Linked DNA regions of Mus musculus: region 2 is linked to region 1. The links are chromatin contacts, called in public Hi-C maps. All regions are on one chromosome and are shown on one strand. The core of a region is the stretch at or near the end of the contact, and the rest is flanking DNA. Distances in the headings are between cores, read along the strand shown.

Region 1 (4,921 bases), core at 1,303-3,802:
ACTGTGACACAAGGTAGCTACTGACTTATACTTTCAGAAAAAGTGACAAAGTCTATTATGGGGGTGTCCAGGCTTAGGGACTGAAGTGGCTTGGCCAGTGGCAGTGGAGACTTGCATTGACAGCTGCTCAGGAAGCAAAGAGGGCTAGACACGGACTTGGTGTGACCTATGGCCCTCAAAATTCTACCCCTAGGAGTCAAAGTCTGCCAGTTGAGGCCTTGAGCTGGACCCTCGGTTCCACAGCTTAGAGCTTTATAAATACCAGATGGATACCATCACCAATTGTTCAAACACCAGAGCCTGTGGGGGAATGTTCCATATCCAAACCACAATGACCAGATCGCTCTCCTCTGTACTAACACTAGATATGAAAAGCAAGACCCTGGGCTTCCAGTCTCCATCTTTTAGTGCAAGACAGCAATTCTCAACCTGTGAGTCGGGACCCTTTAGGGGTATTTACATTATTATCCATAACAGTAGCAAAATTACAGTTATGTAGTAGCAATGAAAATACTTTTATGGTGGGGGGGTCATCACAACATGAGGAACTGCATCTGGAAGGTTGAAAACCACTGCTGTAATAAGATAAAGCATGTGGGGATTGTGGGATAGTGGTGGGGTATAAATATTAGTGGCCAGAGGATACACTGTGGTGGAAGAATGATAGCCACAAATTCTTTAATAACTCTGTCACTAAGAGACGGAATTTAGTTCTCTTCCTTGTAGATCTGGAAAGTCTGTTGGTATTAGCCAGTGGAGACCTGCCAGATATAGTTGTGGGATAACCAGGGACTACCTTAAAAGGAAGAGCAGTTTTCACCAGTTTCTAGGGCTCTGAACTACACCAATAAGAAGCCTGGTACACGGGAAGACAATGAGATATACTCTGGTACTACATGGGCAGAAGAGCACAGGGACAACCAGAACACAGGCTCTTATTACCCTGATGGCATAGAACAGGGATCCTCCAAACCAATCTAGCTGTCACCGGATACCCCCACTGTGTGATCACAACTGACACTACACAGAGAAAAATCACCTTGCTCAAATTCCTGTCCGTCAAAATCATGAGGCCCACAAAAGGCACTGTTGGCTAGTAGGTGCTGTGGTCCCAAGTAAACACTTCCATGTGGCGACAGACATCTCGGGTGTGCAGAGGACACCACTCGGCCTCCCATTTCACATTCCGTGGTTTCATGGGTTTTGTTTGTTCGCTTTCTATGCTTTTCAAGACAGGATTTCTCTGTGTAACAGCCCGAGCTGTCCTGGAACTCACTCTGTAGACGGTGTTCACAGAGATCCACCTGCCTCTGCCTCCCTAGCACTGTAATTAAAGGTATGCGCCACCTCTACATGGCTGGTTTGTGAATTTTTGATGAGATCCAGCACTGGGCGCCTTGGTCTTTAGGCCTGGATCTGACAGCAATGCCCCTATGTCCTTGAGCAAGCACTACCTCTTCACCTGGTCTTATTTTTGACATTTGCCAAATGAGACTGTGACACTAAACCTTTGAGTTTCCCTTCATCCATGGCATCTTGTGGCAGTCAGCATATATGATCAATAGTAAGTACTAATGCGGAAGGATATTTTCACAGGAAACTCAGAACACACCAATCTCTTCCTGACTATCACTGCCTCAGTCCAGACTCTGACCCAACACCTAGGAGCCAATAGTTTTGTGTAATAGTTTCAGGCACCTCACTTCCTGGGTGGGGACACACCCTGTGAATGCAAATAGCTCAAGACTAAAAGGAGAGAGGGAGAGGGAGGAATAAAACTGGGCTCAGCGCCCATCCATTCATTCCACAAAACTCTTGTGTTGCATGAGGATGGGGCAAAGGATGTATCGGGGCCACGGGCTCTTCTGGTGGACTGAGAAGAGTAAGGAAATTCATCCTGTGTAAGTCTGGACTTGCAGCTCAATAACAAATCCATCTGTGAGATGGTCCGAATTTACCCACTTGGCCTTCGTGACATGTCAAAGGCAGAAAGAAAGCGTTCTTTGTGTGGAAGGCTGAGATCTGCACTGTCCCAGGACTGTAAATATAGCTGCTTACTTCCTGAAGCTCCAGTTAGTCCCTGGTGACCTTTCCCAAAGTATTCTTTTTCTGGTTTCCATTAATAGCTCCGGCCCTAAGTCACTACTGTTGACAATGTGCATGGCAGTGTATTGAAAGAAGGAACACTGCAGCTTGGTGCAACTTGGAATTGTTTGTTCAAGCCTTTAGCTTTAAAATTGAGACATATCCTTGTGCAGAAGGTTCACGGGGTCCTAGCAGTTCAAAGTCAAAGGCAGGCTCCTAACGTGCCCTGGAGCATCATCAAAAGAACAGTCCTCAGCTCCCTTCCCCCCATAAATCAAACCCAAAGATCCCCAGGAAGAGCATTTCTCTAATCTTCCCCTTAAATACAAGAAGCATCAATACAAAACATGACCCGCGTGGTGTTTCCTCCCCTTGGGTGGCAGCTGCTAGAATGCAACCCTGCCTTCTGTATTCAAGAGATCTTTTATTCCCAGCTGCTCAAGCCAAGCCACAAGGCTTGAAGGAATGCTTGGGATGTTGTGACTGAGGGCACAAAGAATCCGTGGTGTGGCTCTGAAATAGGGGCAGCTCTAGAGCAAAGAGCTAAAAGAACCAGGGATTGGGCTTGTATTCCTATTCCTCTCTCCCTCTCTCCCTCTCTCCCTCTCTCCCTCTCTCCCTCTCTCTCCCTCTCTCCCTCTCTCCCTCTCTCCCTCTCTCCCTCTCTCCCTCTCTCCCTCTCTCCCTCTCTCCCTCTCTCCCTCTCTCCCTCTCTCCCTCTCTCCCTCTCTCCCTCTCTCCCTCTCTCCCTCTCTCCCTCTCTCCCTCTCTCCCTCTCTCCCTCTCTCCCTCTCTTCCTCTCTCCCTCTCTCCCTCTCTGTATATGTGTGTGTGTGTTCACAATGGTACATACATATGCTGGCTCTGGTCTCAAAGTATTCTTTGAATTTTTTTTTAAGACAATTAAAGGTTTTGTTGTCAACATCTAATCTAGAAGAGTCTCAGAATGACTCATTGGGCACTGGGCCATCATACCTGTGGCTAGCCAAGTTCAGTGAGAAAATTTTAGAATTAGAGAAAGGAGGCTGTGCCTTTCTTATTAATGGCTAAGCCATTGTCCCTGATAAGAGATTTTTAAAGTTTGCAAATAGGAAACGGGACACTCCAGCTGGGACTCTTTCTAAAGAGGACTCCTTATTTCACTTGATATTGAGCAATTTGGGTATGCCAGGGGCACCAACAGAAGTTGTTTTTCCGAAAAATATTCATAATCGATTTTCAATTTATCCTCTCTACAAAAGGAAAAGTTCCCCATAATATCACCTGGCATGGATCGGGTAGGTTTGAAGGATTTTTGTTCCCCTTGAAGTCAGAGACACCACCACACACCTGGGAGGTCTTTTGATGTGGCCAGTGCTTGCATACTTGGTGCCTCTTTCAAACCTACATTTCTAGGAAAAGTGAATGTGAGTTTATGGTTCATGGTCCATAGCTGAAACATCATGGGTTTAGATGACATACAGCTGGTGACATAAAGGACAGATACAGATACAGACACAGACACAGATACAGAGATAGATAGATAATAGATAGATAAATAGATAGATAGGGATATAGGTAGATTTATAGAGATATAGATTATCCTGTTGTCCTTGTTCAAATCTTCCCAGTTCTTACTAATCTATTACTGAGAAGAGACACTGATTGATAGGAGGAGGAGGAGGCTCAGTGGACCTAGTCCAGCTCAACTTCTGGCCCTACCACATGCCCATAGATGCTACCTAACATGAGGGTCCCTGAACAGTACTTACAAGTCCCAAGATTGATTTTCCTCCTGATGAAGAGGAAAGAGTCTACCTCCCTTTTACAAACAGAGAAGTAGAGGAATTAACAACAATCTGGTACGTGAGGTCATTTGGCTTTGACCTTTGTTGAATGTTGAATTGAGCAACTTCTCCCAGTGTGAGAGATGAGCACTGAAGTCTAAAATCCAAACGTAAAGACACTCAGAGCTTACGTTAATGGTTAGCTTGGTGATTTCTACATAACACACAGACCTTACTCTTAAGCATTTTGCAAAAATGGTTCTTATTGATACAGGAGACCAAAAAAATAACCAAGGCCTTGAATACATAGATCCCAGAGACTGCTCAGAATACCAATAATGCAAAACTGTAGGATGGAGGTCTCAGACAGCCTCCAAAATGAGTGTTAAGTCTGTCTGCCCAGTATGGTTGGTACACAGATAGGGCCCAAAAGGCATTCAAGTCTGAGGCTTCCATGTCTGCAACTCAGTTGAACCAGGGCCCATCCTGGAGCAAGGTGTGAAGAATCTGAGCCCCTTTATTGCTGGAGTCTGCATTGATGGATAGATGACTCACAAGCAATGGTGTAACAATGAGCTTTGATGTAGGAAAGTTATTTACATTCCTCATTATAGGAATGCAATACTGAGATATCGTTTTATGCCTACTGGATTGGCAAGCAAATGTTACTTTTAATGACATTGCTTTTGTGACATTGAGTATAAATTGTGCTCATGTGTATTACCTGTAGGAATTTAAACTGGAGCAATCTTGCTGCAGAGAAATCTGTCCCTTGCAAGGTGGCAGAGGAACATCCTATTCCGCAAAGCAACCCCACTTTAGAAGTCCTTCCCAGAAGACATCCCCAATGGTAAGAAAGTACATTACACAAGATCATTTGTGGCAGCACTGCTTATAGTTGCAAAATATGACAAACAATCTACATGCCTACAAATGCAAGAAGCCTAACTCAGCTTTGGCTCATCCATGTATGCAGTACTATGTAGCTAAAATCAAAAGCATAATGAAGAGTGTCTGCAGAGTGACAGGTACTGATGGTCCAGGATATAGTGTTAGTTGTAAAAAGCAAA
Region 2 (4,921 bases), core at 882-3,381, 290 kb after region 1:
TCAGTATGGAAGTGTGTGATGATTAACTTTTCAACTTGATTGGGTAAAATGAAAACCCTGGGCATGGGCTGGTGAGATGGCTCAGTGGGTAAGAGCACCCGACTGCTCTTCCGAAGGCCCTGAGTTCAAATCCCAGCAACCACATGGTGGCTCACAACCACCATGAGATCTGACTCCCTCTTCTGGAGTGTCTGAGGACAGCTACAGTGTACTTACATATAATAAAAATAAAGTAAATTAAAAAAAGGAAGGAAGGAAGAAAGAAAAACCCTGGGCATTAGTGTGTAGTGGGGATTATGGAATTTTGGTTTCATAGAAAACATAGAAATATTGTAAGAATATGGTTTTGTTTTAATCCCAGGTGTGGAATATGGGGCTGCTTCAGACTGTCCATAGCAGCTATGATTTGCCTCGTGCAAAAACAATGTATTATGAAGTTTATAAATGTATATGAAAAAAAAAGTCTGACCATAAAGCATAAAGACCAAGAGATGAAAATATAAAATCAAAAGAAGTAGAAATTTGTTTCTTATAAAAAGCCAAAAAATGAATAGAACTACATACCTCTATAAGTATAGCATGAATGCAGCCTAGACAACATAGAAGCAAAGGAGTATGGATCTGTTCCAAATAAAGAGATAGTTATACACATACAGAGAGAGAGAGAGAGAGAAAGAGAGAGAGAACAAGCTGGTTTTGGCTCCCAGGCTATCTATGATGGAAAATATTGATTGTCAGCCTGAAAAAGTGCCTAGATTATAATAAGGTGTCCCCCAACCCCAAGTATATCTGTAAGAACATTTCAGAGAAGATTAATTAGTGGGCAAAGAACTGGACTGGATGTGGGGTGTACCATCCCATGGGCTGAGGCACAAAGAGATTAAGAAGAAGAAAGTGAGAGCTGGAAAGATGGCTCAGAGGTTAAGAGCACTGACTGATCTTCCTGAATGTCCTGAGCTCAATTCCCAGCAACCGCATAGTGGCTCTCAACCATCTGTAATGGGATCTAATGCCCTCTTCTGGTATGTCTGAAGACAGCTACAGTGTACTCATATGCATAAAATAAATAAATATTTTTTTACTTCAGCCTTTTAAAAAAACTTTTTATTACATATTTTCTTATTTACATTTCAAATGTTATCCCCTTTCCTATTTTCCCCTCCGAAAACCCCCTATCCTCTCCCCCATCCCCCTGCTCACCAACCCACCCACTCCCACTTCCTGGCCCTGGCACTCCCCTATACCGAGGCATAGAACCTTCACAGGACCAAGGGCCTCTCCTCCCACTGATGACCGACTAGGCCATCCTCTTAAATAAATCTTTAAAAGAAAAGGAAAAAAGTGGAGACAGGCCTTCTCTGTGTGCATCCTGGCTGCTGTAAAGAGATCTGTTCGGTTGATACCCCTGACACCTCTGAGACAGTGAGCTAACACAGATATTCTACACTAGCATGGTGCAGAGACACGACATGGTTATCAGTGTGAGCTTACCCGTTAGGTGCATTGCAAATGAGCGTGAAGGACATTGAGCAAGGGTCTGAGTAAATTTGAAGAGACCAGCGAATGACAGAAAAAGACCTTTGCTGTTTTCTTCTAAACTACATATTCTTCTCAGGAAATTAGTATTTTAGAGAAACATCATAGGCCGGATGGGTGATTTAGTAAGCACGGGTGTTTGCAGCCAAGCCTGATACCCAGGTTTGAGCCCCAGAAAACGCATGATATCCTCCCACACATTGTCCTCTGACCTTCACATACACACACATACCACATGCACACCTCCATTAAATAGATGTGAATTTTAAAAATTAAACTAAATGAATCGGGGAGTAAATGCCTTTTAGAGAAAACTCTATCATCAATATTGTTGGGGGTAGAATGTATTTCACGCAGAAGACTAGAGAAGGTTGTCACACAGAGAAGAGAGAGCTTTACAGTACAGAGCTAAGTGAATGTTCCAGGGAAGAGTTGAGAGAGAACGGGAGTCCTCCCCGGAAAGCAGTAGCAAAAGGTCAAGAGGACAACAGGAAGAGAAAGAAAAGGCGAGGGTGCCGACATCCAGGACCTGCAGACATGGAAAACCAGCTGGTGCTCATGGGCCAGATGGAAAGAGAAGGCTTGCAAGAAATGACTCAGAGGGAAGACAGGCATGTCCAAACAAGGAAGAAAAAAAAAAAATGCAGGGAACGCCCGAAAACCAGTTCAAGGCAGATCATCAGGGAATTTTCAAAAACCGAGAAAGTCTCATAAACGTGGTTGTTTCTTAAAGAACGATACAGGAGGTTTATAGTTCTGTGAAGAATGAAAGAGCTGGTGATACAAATTCACACTGAGCAAACCAAAGAGCAGCAAACTGAGGACACCTGGTCAGGTAGCACTGTCTGCTCCCTACCGGAGCAGAAACCAGTGCCTGGGGGAGGGTGTGTGTAAAGGTGCCTGGGAGAGTCTCACCTTTGCTTTTAGAAAGCTGCTAATGGCCTAACGTGAAGGAAGAAGCGTTTAGAAAGCAGAATGCCTTTGAGAAGTATGGACATAAATCCTCCTCTGAAACCACACTGTGGGTTGAAATCATTGCTGTGTGGAAATGGTGCCTAGTAGTGTCTTTGACTCTTAACTTATGCAAATGTACCGCTTGGATACAATGTTTTTGTTGTTGTTGTTTCTTTTTTTTTTTTTTTTTTTTCTTTTTTTAAAGAGATCAAATTTATTTCACTCACTAACTACTGAACTGCTCTTAGTGGCTTCGCTTTCCTGGAAAGGGTGGCGTTGATGGGGTGGTGACATGGCTTCTGTCCGGCAAGTATTGCTGTGTTTGGGTAGAAAAGATAGGACGGATGCATAGCCCAGTGGGCTGCAGCTCCTCCAGAGGCCCAAAGACGCTTCCTGGCAGTGAACTCGGACTATTCAGCGAGGTGCTGGGATATTAATGAAAAGCCTGGAGGGGCCACATGGGAGTTGTTAGTAGGAAGGTGCCAGAAGGTAAGGCGGCTCCCTTTTCTGGGCAGGCAGGGGAGCGTGGCGCTGATGCCCTTGAGAGCGATCTGGTTTGAGTTTCCTCACTGAGAACAGCCAACAGATGGGTGTCTGGTAACCCAGCGCCCCTGTTAAGAGGATCCAAGTCAATTGTTCCACCTGGCACTGGGGCCGGCTCTGCCTCCAGTTTCAGCTTCAAGCCTCTTGGGGGCTAAGGACAAAAAGTGGAAGCTGAGACTGTATTCAGAGGGAGGGGCTGTAGACACAGAGGGTGCGGTGCCTGGAGTTGAGGGAAAGGATATCTCACCAGAAATCTGTGAACCAGCCCACCCTAGATCAAGGGCTAGGAAATCTAAAGGAGGCTCTGAAGCTACATCGGGAGCTTTTCTAAGAGCCAATCAGAACCTGGAGGAGTGCTGCCAAGGACCATGAAACCCATCCAGCCTTCAACTCCTCTCAGACTCCTGTTGGTACTAAACATACACACCCGAGCCACAGCCCCAAGCAGCCATCTCTGAGTTCTTTATCTTCTTCTTCTGTCCCCAAGTTCAGATGCAAAGGGAACTGTCTGCACCCAGGAGCCTGGGATGAATGTTGAAACTCTGCCTTTTAAACTGGGGACCTGACCACCTCTGTCTGTGATGTATTGGTGCCACAGGAGCCCACGGAAGGTGAGGGCGTGGCTCCCAGGTAGGGGGCGGAGCTCCCCAGTAGGGGCGGGGCTATTTGGTAGGGACTCTCCTATAGGTCATTGCCATTTTTTCATTCCAGTCATCTCCAGGGAGTGATGGTGTGAAAAAGGAGGGGCAGAGATCATCAGGGAAGGTGAAGTGATGAATGTATTAGATGCTAAAGATTAACAAAGCTTTCTTTGTTCTTTAAAAATTGCAGTTAAGTTGTTCGAGTAGGTTCAGAAACCATTCCCCTCCTCGTTTGCAACGGCATCCCAAGGACCTAATTAGTGCAGGGCCTGGCATAGGAAAGGTGCCCAATTAATGCTGAAGTTAGCAACAAGTGGAAGTTCTGTAGCCACGTGCCAGGAAGCCAGGTGAGTAGGGTAGATCACAAACACGTCTCCCCCTCTCCACTCTTCCTATGATCCATCTCTCCATTCTGGTCTGCGCTCCCGCCTCTACTCTGACAGTTCTCGCCAGCCCTCCAGTTCTAAAGCTGGCTTCTATTGTGTCTTTACCCTGTAGAGGCTTGTCAATAGCACCTGTCCTAACCTCCAATTCTGACTCACTAACCCATTTATTTACTATTTTCTGATGGTTGGTCTCCTCTTACATCATCACAGTGTAGGCTCTGAGAAAGCTTGCTAATAGACGTACTAACCATAGTCTTCCAGGGGTGCAGACCAGAGCAGCGATACAGGCACCCGTCTGACCCCTCGTGGAAACCCTACTGGACCAGGTGTACATGCACCCCTATGCAGCTTCTGATCAGATATGTAGAACAGCAGACATATGGATTTAGATAAGTGACTATAATAACGTTTGGCTATGGTAGAAAACTTAGCCGTAGATGAACAAGAAGAGGAAGAGACTTGTATTCATCCTAAATTACACATTTTTTGTTTTGTTTTGTTTTGTTTTTCTGAGTGGGGCTGATCTTAGGATGGATTTTGCCTACTCGGTGTTAACTTTCCTCCAATTCCATCCTCGGAAGCTGCTGGTGCCCCAGGGTGGTCGTGCTGTGCATTGAGTTTTCCTCACCGATGGACAACAAGCAAGGATTATCTTGAGCAGAGAGCTGAAGCGCAGTACAAGATGGTTTTGCTCTGGGGAAGACAGAAGCACATCAGATCGGATGAAATAGGAAAGCAGCTCTCGGAAGTGATCAGAAGACGCTGAGCACTGAGGGTGGGTGGGGAGGGCGGACGGCTCCAGGTGGTCTTCGTTCTGCACCGGACAGTGAGAATTCTCTTTCATCCCGGCTAGGTGTTTAT

What was found. Hi-C and Micro-C count contacts between places; a contact is called where the count stands out from the background.
Region 2: a Hi-C map of the C2C12 cell line shows a contact between it and region 1, with 4 times the contacts expected there. The contact joins two enhancer-like sites. A contact is called at or near these places in 4 of 15 datasets of contacts at CTCF or cohesin (the NIH/3T3 cell line, large pre-B cells, pro-B cells and 1 more), 21 of 484 Hi-C or Micro-C datasets (the C2C12 cell line, the MC3T3-E1 cell line, the N1E-115 cell line and 12 more), 11 of 115 datasets of contacts at active chromatin or transcription factors (the NIH/3T3 cell line, embryonic fibroblasts, embryonic stem cells and 6 more) and 1 of 9 other capture datasets (embryonic stem cells).

The regions. Positions count from the first base shown.
Region 1 is chr12:70,614,184-70,619,104 of GRCm38.p6, forward strand. Gm40436 (a long non-coding RNA gene) reads left to right here. Exons shown (of 3, transcript XR_872797.2): 2 at 4,582-4,701. Among named protein-coding and RNA genes, the nearest start is that of Gm40436, 26 kb to the left of the region's middle. Within about 2 kb of position 2,553, at least 53 of the 459 cell types and tissues checked have an H3K27ac peak or open chromatin away from gene starts, as enhancers often do. A contact at or near this core is called in the C2C12 cell line and tail fibroblasts, where this site is marked.
Region 2 is chr12:70,904,955-70,909,875 of GRCm38.p6, forward strand. It overlaps Gm32664 (a long non-coding RNA gene), which reads left to right. Exons shown (of 4, transcript XR_381658.4): 2 at 3,521-3,644; 3 at 3,865-4,021; 4 at 4,642-4,826. It overlaps Gm46355 (a long non-coding RNA gene), which reads right to left. Exons shown (of 2, transcript XR_001780623.2): 2 at 4,499-4,921. Among named protein-coding and RNA genes, the nearest start is that of Gm32664, 4.0 kb to the left of the region's middle. Within about 2 kb of position 2,132, at least 31 of the 459 cell types and tissues checked have an H3K27ac peak or open chromatin away from gene starts, as enhancers often do. A contact at or near this core is called in the C2C12 cell line and tail fibroblasts, where this site is marked.